Linked DNA regions of Mus musculus: all the other regions are linked to region 3. Evidence: chromatin contacts called from public HiChIP or PLAC-seq and promoter capture Hi-C data. All regions are on one chromosome and are shown on one strand. The core of a region is the stretch at or near the end of the contact, and the rest is flanking DNA. Distances in the headings are between cores, read along the strand shown.

Region 1 (4,213 bases), core at 1,364-3,863, 1.9 Mb before region 3:
CTGGTTTATGTCAAAGGGCGACTAAACGTGAATCTAATACAAAATCACAACACACCCCTCAAACCGACCATTTCTCAAATGGTTTCTCTTCTGTTTGAGAAAAGGCTCTGACGTGCTCAGAAAACTACCTGGAACTGGGTCCCCCCCCCCCCCCGGGGGGGGGGGGGGAGGAAACGCTGGTGAGAAGAGGTGAGCTTCAGACTGCTGGCCAGTCACACTGAGCAGATAGATGTCTTAGCATCTCCAAACCAAGTCCTCTCCCTTGTAAAACAGATCTGGTAGTGACTGTGCATGGGTTTGCAAGGAGAATATAGAGCACACATTGCTGGCTGGCGGTATAGCTTAGTTGGTAGAGTGCATATCCAGCATGCACAAAGCCCTGGGTTCAATCCCCAGCACCGCACAAACGAAGTTGTAATGCCAGTCATAAATGTGGTGGTCTGAGCACTTGGGAGGGGACAGCAAAAAGACTGTAAAGAAGTTTCAAGGCTATACAGGGAACTTGAGGCCAGTCTGGGCTGTGAGACCCAATCTCGAGGGTAAGTCAACAAACAGAGTTCAAACTGCAAAGTAGTCAGAGACAAAAATCCGTCACACAGTAGGTGCTTGCTAATAATAGATGCTATTATTATGGAGATAGGAATGTCACAGGTACAGCTGGAAAAGAGATATGAATGACTTCCCCAGGGTCCAGGAAGAGAGCAGAGGAGAGGCCGAGGAAAGGAAACTGGCCATAAAGAGGAAGAGAGAGTCAGAGCTAGGGGTGACATCAGGGGAGGGAATGAGAAGACAGCCCCGGGAATGATGGCCACACCAAGCATGAGAGAAGGCGGGGAAGCAGCTGAGGAGTCTATCAGCTGCCTGCAGCTCAGACAATCCTTGTGCCCATCTTGCGTTTGCCCCCGCCCTGGAGCCTCTGCCCCGGTGGCGTTGGCCACCCTCATCGCCACGACCCTTGTTGCCACATTGTCAGCTGCTGTTTCTTGCCGCACTCTCCTTCCTGCCTGCGAGGGCAGAAGGGAAGCAGCTGCCCCCAGAAGAGCTCGCTCTCCAGCCTTGGAGGCTGGGGCTGCACGTGGTGGTGGGAAAGAGATCTGGAGACAGGCAGGCCGGAGTCTGTCCCCGGCGGGACGCATGCACTCAAGTGCTGCTGTGCGATCTCAGCAAGTCGGGTGACTCATCTAAGCCTTCATTTCCTTGTCTGTTCAGTATGGATAATAGGATAAGACGAAGGAAGAAGAGGGTCTGTGTCTGGCATAGAGCGAGCGTTCAGTACTTGCTGGTCACTACCAGGCCTGGCTTTCTGGGCCTGAATATACTGCAGCTTCCTAAAACGTAGCCGGGTTCCATAGAGGCCTTAGGATGTACCGCTCCTATCCCGAGATTCTTATACACAAGCGGCTGCCCCTAGCTCTCTGGGGCATTCATTTATTCAAACCACTGTTCAGGGGTCAGGGTGGCTACATAAGTGAGGATATGCCTAGAATCTGTCAAACACATAGTATCTTGGAGGGTCTTGGGGGCCTCAAGGAGTCAGTTGAGTACAGAGGTTTGGGAGCGTGCCAGCAAGAAGCAGGTGACCCTTCTGCGTGTGTTCCCATTGAGCCAACTTCCTGCCAGCAGCTAAGACTCCCGATGTATCTCAAAGCTAACACCACCCTGCAGGCCCCTGCATCTGACCCTTGGACAACCAGGCTAGAAGCCACATCCAGGCTCAGGAACACAGAAGTCATCAAACCTTCTTCAGGACAATGAAGACACTTCCTGATGTGGCCCAGGGCCTTCCTGAAACCCTGCATTCTTCGGACTGGGACTGCTTATGGGGGTATCTTGAAGAAGGGGTGCTAATTGCTACTCATGGTGGCCCCAGGAGCCGGCCTAGCCCTGGGGGATGGGCAAGTAGTGGCTCCTTGTAGCTCTTAGACCCCAGGCTAGCGTGTGTCGAAATAAGGTCACTAGTAAGAAGTCTCAGGAGTTATGGAGTCTCTCAGATCCCTGGGACCAGGATACCTTCAGGCACTATACTGAGGAATAAACTCCCATAAGCCAGTCAAAGCGGCCCCTCGTAAAAGTCACTGTCAATCCTTTCTGTACTGAGTGCCTGGGGAGGCAGAGAGCAGAAGTCTCCAGCCCAGTGAATACTCCTCTCACCACTAGACCCCAGCTCCTGCCTCAGCCTCCCCAGCCTGGCTATCAGAGCTTAGCCCCACTCTATTTCCCAGGCCTTCCTAGATTACCCAGGGGAGAGTCTGAGGGTGGCCCAGCCTGGCAGATGGGGGCTGGCCCTGGAAGAGGCCTCTCTTTTCCACCTCCGGCCACCTGTCTCGAGTCCTCAGTCCTTCCAGACAGCTGGAGAAAGGCCCCCGAGAGCCTCTGCCTAAAGAGGGGGCTGATGTGGGAACACAGCTCACAAGGAGCTAAGCCAAGGCTGAGGGGAGGCCCTCAGAGCCGACGGGGATGCCGAGTGTGCTCGGGTGGGGGCGGGGCGGGCTGGGGGAGAAGTAGGGATTGGGGTGGGATCACAGAACGGAATGCAAAGCTTGTTCTCCCCGGGGCACAGCTGTTTATTTTGATCCCCTTGTCAGCTGCTGCCTGTTCCTTATCTCAGGGCTCAACGGAGACTCCACCCCCTCCTCTGTTGCTGAGCTGGAGAGGCAGACTCTGCGGGATGCTGCCCAGCTTCCTGCTCCCACCGCAGTCTTCCCCCGGCCCTCCACCCTTGCAGCCCCAGGCTGCTCAAAAGGACTAGAGGAAGCTGGCTTTCTTCAGACCTACTCTGTGCCCTTTTGAGGGTAACTACCCCCCCTTATCTAACTCCGCCCACCCCAATTGTCATGACGGCCTGAGCTGGGCACCCCCGAAGTGCCAGGCAGGACACTTTTAAAATTTTGTTTAATTGGTATAACGGGACTTGAAGAGAGGACAGAGAGTTGCAAGCTGGGGTCCACACCAGGCTCTGGGCCTTACTGAGCCCTCCACTGCCAGCTTTACTCTTAGCTCCTACAGCTTCCAATGAGGTACCACAAACTAGCGACACTTTTCCCATAAGCTCATGGAACACTCCTAGTACATGTTCTATTCTTCCTGTTATTATAGAACTGGACCTTTTTTTGGGGGGGGAGGGGGGTTTCAAGACAGGGTTTCTCTGTGTAGCCCTGGCTGTCCTGGAACTCACTTTGTAAACCAGGCTGGCCTCGAACTCAGAAATCCGCCTGCCTCTGCCTCCCAAGTGCTGGGATTAAAGGCGTGCGCCACCACCACCCAGCTTTTTATTTTTATTTTTATTGAGACAGAGTCTCACGTAGCCTGGGCTGCCCTCCTAATAGGTACCCCGAGGAGGACCTTGAACCCCTGATCCTCTGTCTCTACAAATCCTGGGATTATGTAGCACTGGGGGTCAAGCCACACACAGCTGCAGCTGAAATGTTCTTAAAAAAAAGAAAAGGCAAAGCCGGGCGTGGTGGTGCACGCCTTTAATCCCAGCACTTGGGAGACACGCCTTTAATCCCATTTGTGGTTTACTTCCCTTAATTGATTATGCGTCTTAATGTATGGAGAGTATATCTAAACTGTATGTATGAGAAACCCTCACAGCTCCGCTTGGCCTTAAACTGGCGATGTCGTTGAGGCAGGCTTTGAACCTCCACCCCCCGAATTCTAGGATTACTGTAGTTTATGGAACTGAACACAGGGCTTCCTGCACGCTTACAGAAGCACTCTACCAACTTAGTGACATTCCTAGGTCCCATTCTCTCTCCCTCTCTCTTTTGGCCTGGAACTCACAGAGATCCTCCTGTCTCTGCCTTCCAAGTACTGGGATTAAAGGCATATGCCACCATGTCCGACTCCCACCCTCTCATTTCCCTTCCTCCCTCATCTGGGGATTAAATCCAGGCCCTCAGCCTGTTAGGCAAGGGCTCTCTACCACGGAGCTCTACCCCTGCCTTCTTTTGAGGAGACCGTTCCCCACCAGGTTACAGTAGTTCTGCCTCTCTGCAGGGCCATCCCACCACCTGAAATGAGATTTTCTTCTTTCCTTGATGTCCTGTCATCTTGACAGGACAGCCCAGCCCCCTGCTGAGCTGCGCTTCCATCTGTTCCTTATCTACGGTAAATGCAGAAACCAGGCCCCTGACCTGTACCCCAGAAACCTGTCACCAGCACCAGGTGTCACCGACACAGGCCCACCTGGGCAGAGGTAAGACCAGCTCCC
Region 2 (4,169 bases), core at 378-2,877, 1.2 Mb before region 3:
AAAAAAATGAGGACTGGTGAGATGGCTCAGCAGTTAAGAGCACTGACTGCTCTTCCAGAGGTCCTGAGTTCAATTCCTACCAACCACATGGTAGCTCATAACCATCTGTAAAGAGATCTGAGGCCCTCTTCTGGTGTGTCTGAAGACAGCTACAGCGTTTTCATATAAGTAAAATAAATAAATAAATAAATAAATCTTTAAAAACAAGCAAATATTATGAGATGAGCAGCGACAGTCCCCACTAGGACTATTGTTTTTATTTTTTATTTTGCTCTTCTTTCTCTGTCACATAGACAAGTGGCTCACCCAATATGGGACATATATATATATTTTATTATTATTATTATTATTATTATTATTATTATTATTATTATTATTATTATATGTAAGTACACTGTAGCTGTCTTCAGACACTCCAGAAGAGGGCGTCAGATCTTGTTACAGATGGTTGTGAGCCACCATGTGGTTGCTGGGATTTGAACTCTGGACCTTCGGAAGAACAGTCGGGTGCTTTTACCCACTGAGCCATCTCACCAGCCCCGGACAGAGATTTTTGAGGAAACTTAAAAACAAGCATGGTTCTAGCGCAATCCATGGAATAGTTTAGAATACCTGGTATGCCTGGTGCAGGAGGCCGGAAGAGGTCGTGCCCTTAATCTCCTTTGACATTCATCTGGTAATGACATTAGCGTGTTGAGTGGACTAGTTTTTTAGTGTGTTCCAACATCATGTATCAGTCCTTGGGTACTCAACAATTCCTTGCAGAGTCCCACTGTAGTGAAGTGGTGTAGTGAGGTGCAGAAGAGACACAGAAAATAAGAAAAGTCTCCTGCCCATAAGCCAAAGGTGTAGGATAAAGGCTGTGGGTGGCGACCCTTTCTAGTGTTATATAGTGGCGTTGTCCTAGGCTAGAGCATAAAACAGCACTGTGCTAGCATAAAACAGCACTGTGCTAGTATGTGGCAATGGGAGTAAATTCTGAGAAACTTAAACAAGTGAAGGCTCTGAGATGGAAATGGAGCATTTCTAGTTTCTGGCTCCACTGTTTACCCAACTTGTGCTAAGGCTTTGTAAATCTTAAGGAGCCCCCTGGCGGCCACTGGGAACCCGTAGATATTCATTGTACGGATGAGGAAGCCGAGATGCAGAAAGGTGAGGAATTCAAAGGCTCACAGAGTAGGTGACACATTTTTATTTCCGCAAATCCTCCACAAATAACCGCCCACCAAATGTGAGTGCCACGTCGGTCCTTCAAGTCTCCGGGAATAAAAACCTCACCTAAGCAAGGCGGCCAACTTCTGTAGAGCCCGTGCCGTAGCGGAAGCTGCAGATGCATTGTGGAAAGCCTTTAAATTGTTCACAAGCGGCCGAGTTCGAGACCCTACAGCCTAACTGAAAAGGGTTGGATCCAGACGGGTGTCAGACTCTAGAGACCTTAGAAGGGATGGGAAGAAAACTGGAGGGTTTTTTGCCGGAATCCTGGCTAGCAAGACCTTTTCCCAGACGCTCACATTCGCTAAGGAATCTCAGGCTGCCTGAGTCCTCCTGCGGGAGCGAGAGTCCGTCTCTATGATACAAGAGACGTCGAGGCGGGCCTCTCTACCCCGCCCGGTGAGGCTGCGCAAGCGCAGTAGCTGAAGCACCGGAAAGATGGCGGAGGAAGGGTGAGTGTGTCTTCGGATCTCTCTATGGGGCTTTGAGGATCCGATGCCATCCTTTCTGTTTGTACTCTGGTGATACAAAAGGAAGCTGTGGGCTGTGGAGAGAAAAGAAAAAGGCTCCATAGTATGAAGTCAAGGTGGGGGCTGAGATGCTGTAGGGCTCCGCGACCAGGGATCGGGACGACTTTGGAAGCAGCGAGAAGAGGAACTGAGGTTCGGAGGGGCGAGTGGCTGCGTAGCGCCAGAGTTGAGTTCGCTCAGCTTGGCTGTCATGTCTTTCACAGTTTGGTACACACGTACAGTGTATTTTGATCGTATCACCTCCCCATCATCTCTTATTCCCCTGCGTCTTCCACCAAGCTCTTTCCCCCCAATTCCCCCTCCTGCTTTCATGTGCCCCCCCCCCCCACCTCATCCTAGCTCGACTTAATCATTACTCTTCTTGATGGATCTGTGATAGCCCCTTTCTGGATTTTACTAGAATTTCCTTGCCGCTAGTGACAGGTCATAGCCTACAGTTGTTAAAGCTCCACGGACCAAAACGAACCCAGAGAGCAAAGGTTTTTCCTGATTTTTAAAGGCTCTCGGGACGAGTGAGCATTACAGGAGCACGGCGAAGACTCATCAGAAACTTTAGGTCCCGGGAAGACCAGGATCTCGAATTGGTTTGGAAAGCCACCAAATGTTGGTTTGGCAATTTTCATTAATGTCAAATTTGTTCCTTTATCAGGGAAAGAAAAAAAATTCCTTTGGTTCCAGAAAATCTTCTGAAAAAGAGGAAGGCTTATCAAGCCCTCAAAGCCACTCAGGCAAAGCAGGCACTTTTGGCAAAGAGAGAGGTAATTCTGAGAGGGGGGGGGTTAGGATTTGTAGTGGACGGATTTTACTAAACGGTGTTCGTTGAACTAGATTTGTTATCAGATCCCTCACAGGTTTCTCCCTCATAGTCCTCCATTTAGCAAAGATTTACCCACCATCTTTCTGTGAGCAAAATGTTAGACCAGCCTTTAAGGGAAAAGTGAAGACATTTTCTGAATTCAAATTTAGTGGTAAAACCAAATTTGGCAGGGAAAAAAATAGATTATTTTAAAAATGTTTTGTTGGGGTTGGTTTGTTTCTTAGATGGGGTCTGTACATATGGTCTGGAATACTGTATGACCAGGCTGGCCTCAAACTAACAGATCAGCCTACTTAGGCCTCTAGAATGCTGCGATTAAATTGCTATCTGTGGCACACTTTTCAGCATTCTAGAAGGTTGAGACAGGAAAATGGAGAGTTTGGCTATATAAAGAGAACCTGTCTCAAACCAAAAGTATCCAACAATTTTAAAAGTTTATTTAGAATCACGTGTGGGCTGGAGAGATGGCTCAGCCCTTAAGAGCACTGACTGCTCTTCGGAAGGTCCTGAGTTCAAATCCCAGCAACCACATGGTAGCTCACAACCACCTATAATGAGATCTGACTCCCTCTTCAGGTGTGTGTAAAGACAGCTGCAGTGTACTTACATATAATAATAAATAAATCTTTGGGGGGAGGGTATAGGGAACTTTCGGGATAGTATTTGAAATGTAAATAAAGAAAATATCTAATTAAAAAAAAATTCCTGGTCATGGTGGCTCACCTTTAATCCCAGCACTCGGGAGGCAAAGGCAGGCGGATTTCTGAGTTCGAGGTCAGCCTGGTCTACAAAGTGAGTTCCAGGTCAGCCAGGGCTACACAGAGAAACCCTGTCTCGAAAAACCAATGTGTAGATTCTGCACACAGTATGTACAGGATTTTTGAACGCAAAGAGAAGAAAATCCTCTTGTTTAATGATGCCTAATATAGTGTTGAGTTTCCTAAACACCTGTATTAAATGTTACCAGCATATGAGCTCACCACAAACTTTTCTTCAGCCCTTAAGAGCACTGACTGCTCTTACATCTCTCAGTTCCATCTGGCCTCTTCATGTGCCCCTTAGGTAATGGTCTGCCCACTTTGCAGAACGTTTGAGAGCTGAGCTCTCTTACTAATGGTCCTGGGTTAACTGTGGAGGGGAAGAGATGCTGATGCGTGTCTTCTCTGCCACAGAGAAAAGGAAAGCAATTCAGGTTCAGACGACTAGAATCTTTCGTGCATGATTCCTGGCGACAGCAACGTGACAAGGTGCGTGTCCAGCGGCTGGAGGTGAAGCCTCGTGCTTTGGAGGTGCCTGATAAACATCCCTTGGCCTTCGTTATACGCATGGAAAGGTACAGTACCAGTGTGTTTTCAGAGTCCTTGGTTCAACTTCAGATGGCTCTGTAGGGAGACAAAGCCTAACCTACTACAGAAGATTGGCTAGGATTCGGAATTAGGACCATGGGTGACATAAGGACACTCAGGGTGAAGGTGGGGCTCTTTTTTTTTTTTTTTTTTTTTAGATTTATTTTATGTATATGAGTACACTGTAGCTGTCTTCAGACACACCAGAAGAGGGCATTAGATCCCATTACAGATGGTTGTGAGCCACCATGTGGGTGCTAGGAA
Region 3 (3,982 bases), core at 445-2,944:
CTGGAACCCATGCAAGGAGCTTGCCAGATGGGCTGTTCTCCAATAATAACAGGCCTGCCTGTGGCCATCTGCATAGACGGCCAGGTCCCAGTGGGCATGAGGAAAGGAACCAGCCTTCCCCAGTCTGGCTGGGACCCTTACCACTTCGTCTGTCCACTTCCAGCTCACTTTGCACACAAGGGCTCCCAGCCTGACCATGCCTAGTCGATCTCTCCCACAGCTGTGCCAGCTATGGTAACAGAGCCAGACTTGGGAAGGGAAAGAGGGGGTGAGGTGTGTGTGTGTGGGGGGGGGCAACGGAAGAAGGGAGGCAAAGGCAGGGAGAGACAGACCAGACAAACAGGGCAGGGATCTGGCGTTGTGGACAGACATGAGGCTACTCTTAAGCCATGGGATAGTGCCCAGAAAAATACCACCCAAGCCTGACTTCCTGCCCTCTGTTTGCTTAGTGCTAGTGGGGAGATGTGTCATCTCTGTGGGAGCAGGAAGGCTGTATACGCCCCCACCAGAGCAGCTTGAGAGAACCCACTGTCCTACAGAGTCAGCTACCTCCTAAGGGCTCAGTCGTCCTCTGGGGAGACTGAGTGCGTCTTTTCCCTACGATGTTAGCACTGGTAATTGTTAATTAGCTCCAATGGTTTCTCTGGAGCACAGGTTCCTTAGGGAGGTGGGGTGAGACAGGCAATCTGGATGGGATGTTCTTGCCTCAGGACCCTCCCCAACTTCTGGGATACATCAGTAGGGAGTGCTACTGTAGGGGGTCCCTCCTCCTTTGTACCCCAGCGGGGGGGGGGGGGGGAAGGAAGGAAGGGGAGGGGTATGAATGGTAAGAGGCTCAGCAAGGCTTCTAGCCCCGAGGGTTATCTTGGGATGGGACATGGGACAGTGAAATGCTGGCTAGGACAAAGATGTGCAGGATGTGAGGCCTTTCTTCCTGGCTCCCCTTTCTCCGGTCTCCAGCTGTGTTTCAGTTTTCTTAGAGGCCTCAGGGCTGTCCTCTTATGCCTTCATAAAGGAGCCTTCAAGGCAACATGGGGATGGGGGGGGGAGAGATGCTGTTTGTGTGGTGTGCGGCGAGTCTGAGGGCAGGAGAGAGAAAACAAAACACCTCCAGCGTCTGGGTTCCAGAACGCTCAAATCTGAGGTATCCCAGAAAGTCTTCTTGAAGGGAAAAGGAGGAGTGGAAAGGAAAAAGGATGTATTAGAAGGGTGTGTGTGTGTGTGTGTGTGTGAGGGGGTTGCTAGCAGTAAAACGGTGGAGTGTGAATAATGGCGTGGGCGGGGTTCGGAGAGGGATAACGGAACACCTGAGGTGGAGCGTGGCTTGTGGGGGCGTCTGGACCTGGGTGAGCAGAGGGCCTGTCTGTGCAAGAGTCCCGCCGTGGAATGTGTAGGAGTTAGGAGCGCAGGGCCAGCGCGGAAATTAGGGGTACGCAGTGGGGGGCCCGTGCCCCCCTCCCAGGCTCGCGTGTCCGGGTGACAGTTGGGAAGGGTCCAAAGACGTGCTCCGCCATCGAAGCCAGCAGCCCTGGCGGCCCTAGGCGTAGGGTCTCTGACTGGGAGCCGGTGAACTGTTGAGGGGGCGGCGAGGAGCCTGGGGGCGGGGCTGTCGCCGGGAGGAGGTGGCTCCCACGGGCCCGGGGCGGACCCAGCAGAGGGCGGGTTTGAAAGCGCTCGGGCGGGCGCGGGAAGCGCTGGCCAAGCGCGCAGATTTCGTCGCCGGAGGTGTCCTTCTCCAGCAGGTGCTCGTAGGGCTTGGGTGGGACATGTTGGGGACTCCGGGGTAGAGAGTGGAGTGTCCGGCTTGCCAGGAGGGAAAAGGAGGCCCGGTCTGCCAGCTCCGAGGCCGCGACAGGGACTTTGGGGTGCGGCCCCCACGCGGCGCGTGCAGAGCAGCGCCAGCACGTGGCGCGCATGGGCCTGGCTCTGGGTAGGGGGACTCTCCTTTTGTGGGGACCAGGGCGGAGCTGGGCCCAAGACAGCCTGGCTTCTGGGCCTGGAAGCGACTGTCGCTGTGTTGACTTCCGCAGAGGATCGGCGTGTGGGTAGTTCAATGCTACAGTCCTGTGTGAACTAGAGGGAGGGGTTGTGTTGCCTTCTGCCCCGAGGCAGGAGGATGGGGAATGCGGGAATACAAATGGACGTGAAGGGAGCTAGCTGGCCATTTACAGACTAAACTCCTGTTCCTGGCCTCCCTTTCCTGGGCGAGTCCTCATTTACTCTACGCGGAGAGTGAACGTGTGACAAGATAAAGGACTGACGCGCACACCCAGGCTTCCTTTGGATGAAGGCTCTCTCCACCCCTGCACCTTATACCCCATTCGGGTCCTCTTGCCAAGCCTGAGCCAACCCCCTCTTCTCCATTAACCCTCCTTCCGTCCTGTTCCTCTTGTCCTGCTTGTGTGACCTTTGCATACAATAATATATGCGTGGTGGAATGGTTGTGAGTTGTCATGACTCTGAAACTAATGTTATGTGAAAGAATGGCCTGAATCTCCCACTTGTTTTAACCCTTTAATTGGAGCACTGTTGCCTTCCTGGAAGCCTACACGAATAGCTGAGGAGCCTTGTTAATTTTGCCTTCCCCACTTGAGAAGGAATCTAGAATGATCGGTACATTGAGTATTGATGCTGTCACCCCCATTCACCAGCTCTGCGGGCTTTCTCAAGTGATGGAGCCTCTTTAAACCTCAATCGCCCTAACTGTTTAGTAGAAACGGGGCAGCTGGAAGAGGGGCATCCTCAGATTTCAAGAGAAGATTCCGATGTAGCAGAAACTAGGCTGAGAAACTGAGCTATGTGAGAGGACCCTTAGGACGCAGGAAGGCCTCAGATGGGCGATAGCTTTCAGGGCCTCTCCATCTCGGCAGGTCAAGGCATGGCTGAAATGATACCAGAGGCCCTGAACTGCTATCAGATCTCTACTGGGACAAAAGTAAAGAAAGCCCCTAAGCAGCAAATGGAATGTTTGGATGTGGGTGGAACCCGAGAGGTGGGAATTTCTGCAAGGGGAGAAGTGATGTGTGTGTGTGTGTGTGTGTGTGTGTGTGTGTGTGTGTGTGTGTATATGTATGTGTATACTTGTCCAAGCCTAAGCCAGTTTTATGATGGAAGAGTTAGCCTCCCTCTGGCTTGTGGCTGTATTCACTTTTGCTGGTGCATGGGAGAGGTGTGGGGTGCTCGGTGGAGAATTAGCTATGTTTTGATGGGGTCCCTTCCCTACTATCTAATAGAAACCTGAGTCCTCAGGCTCCCCGCAGCCGCAGCAGAACCCTCTTGTCCTAGATAAATAGCAGTGCTACTGTTTGCTGCTGCTCTGTCCCCAGTGCCTAGGAGGATGCCTGGCGGACCCACAGAGACCCTCAGCAAATAGTCCTTAACCAACAGCAGGAGCCTTCTGCCTCCTTCTGGAGGTGTGTGGCTTTGCTGTCCAGTACTGAGGGATTTGGCCCGTCTGGGTTTCACCCACAGCAGAATAGAAAAGCGGCTATAGGGCCTCAGGGTGACCAGCTGTGACGCCTGTCTGGGTGGGCGGGGACTGAAGTTCTAGCTGCACCTGAGAGCTGACCTGGCTGCCACAGGCTTAGATCCCCTGCTGAGCCGGTTGCTTGGGCTGCTGTCTTATCTCCCAGCTACAGGGTGGCCCTTTATCTCTCCCAGCTTCGCTGGTACTTTTAGCTTCTGCAGCTTCTTAGCTTGTGAGACCCCCGCTGAATGGGGGCCCCTTGAGGCCTGAGGGATTCTCTCCCGATAAGCCTTGGCCAACTTTTCCACTCTGGACCCTCACCTAGGACCCAACCTCCTGCCTGAGCCTGAGCCAGGACCCCTTCCTGGGGAACGCCCAGGTACCTTTGGCTCTCACCGTCCTGCCAACATCGAGTCTATAAATTTGGTGAGTGATGAGATGGGGATCTAGAGCAGCTTGCCCTAGACAAAGAAATAGCAGTCTGATGGGTGGGGTGTCCCTTGAATATGCTTCTTC

Evidence for each region. Promoter capture Hi-C pulls out the DNA fragments that hold promoters and counts their contacts. HiChIP or PLAC-seq counts read pairs in DNA pulled down with a chosen protein or histone mark.
Region 1: a contact with region 3 is called in a promoter capture Hi-C map of embryonic stem cells, with 2.7 times the contacts expected there. The contact joins the enhancer-like site here to the promoter of Slc29a1 in region 3. A contact is called at or near these places in 3 of 39 promoter capture datasets (embryonic stem cells, liver and stem cell-derived epiblast-like cells) and 2 of 115 datasets of contacts at active chromatin or transcription factors (double positive thymocytes and embryonic stem cells).
Region 2: a contact with region 3 is called in an H3K27ac HiChIP or PLAC-seq map of microglia, with 5 times the contacts expected there. The contact joins the promoter of Rpl7l1 here to the promoter of Slc29a1 in region 3. A contact is called at or near these places in 3 of 39 promoter capture datasets (the C10 cell line, the SN4741 cell line and pre-B cells) and 2 of 115 datasets of contacts at active chromatin or transcription factors (large pre-B cells and microglia).

The regions. Positions count from the first base shown.
Region 1 is chr17:47,520,186-47,524,398 of GRCm38.p6, reverse strand. It overlaps a transcript of Ccnd3 not described here. Among named protein-coding and RNA genes, the nearest start is that of Taf8, 20 kb to the right of the region's middle. RefSeq lists an enhancer at 812-3,614. Within about 2 kb of position 2,613, at least 283 of the 459 cell types and tissues checked have an H3K27ac peak or open chromatin away from gene starts, as enhancers often do. A contact at or near this core is called in embryonic stem cells, liver and stem cell-derived epiblast-like cells, where this site is marked.
Region 2 is chr17:46,780,114-46,784,282 of GRCm38.p6, reverse strand. It overlaps Rpl7l1 (ribosomal protein L7-like 1), which reads left to right and starts at 1,627. Exons shown (of 7, transcript NM_025433.3): 1 at 1,627-1,664; 2 at 2,392-2,500; 3 at 3,732-3,892. The coding sequence starts at 1,651.
Region 3 is chr17:45,593,242-45,597,223 of GRCm38.p6, reverse strand. Slc29a1 (solute carrier family 29 (nucleoside transporters), member 1) reads left to right here and starts at 1,694. Exons shown (of 14, transcript NM_001357771.2): 1 at 1,694-1,742; 2 at 3,792-3,892.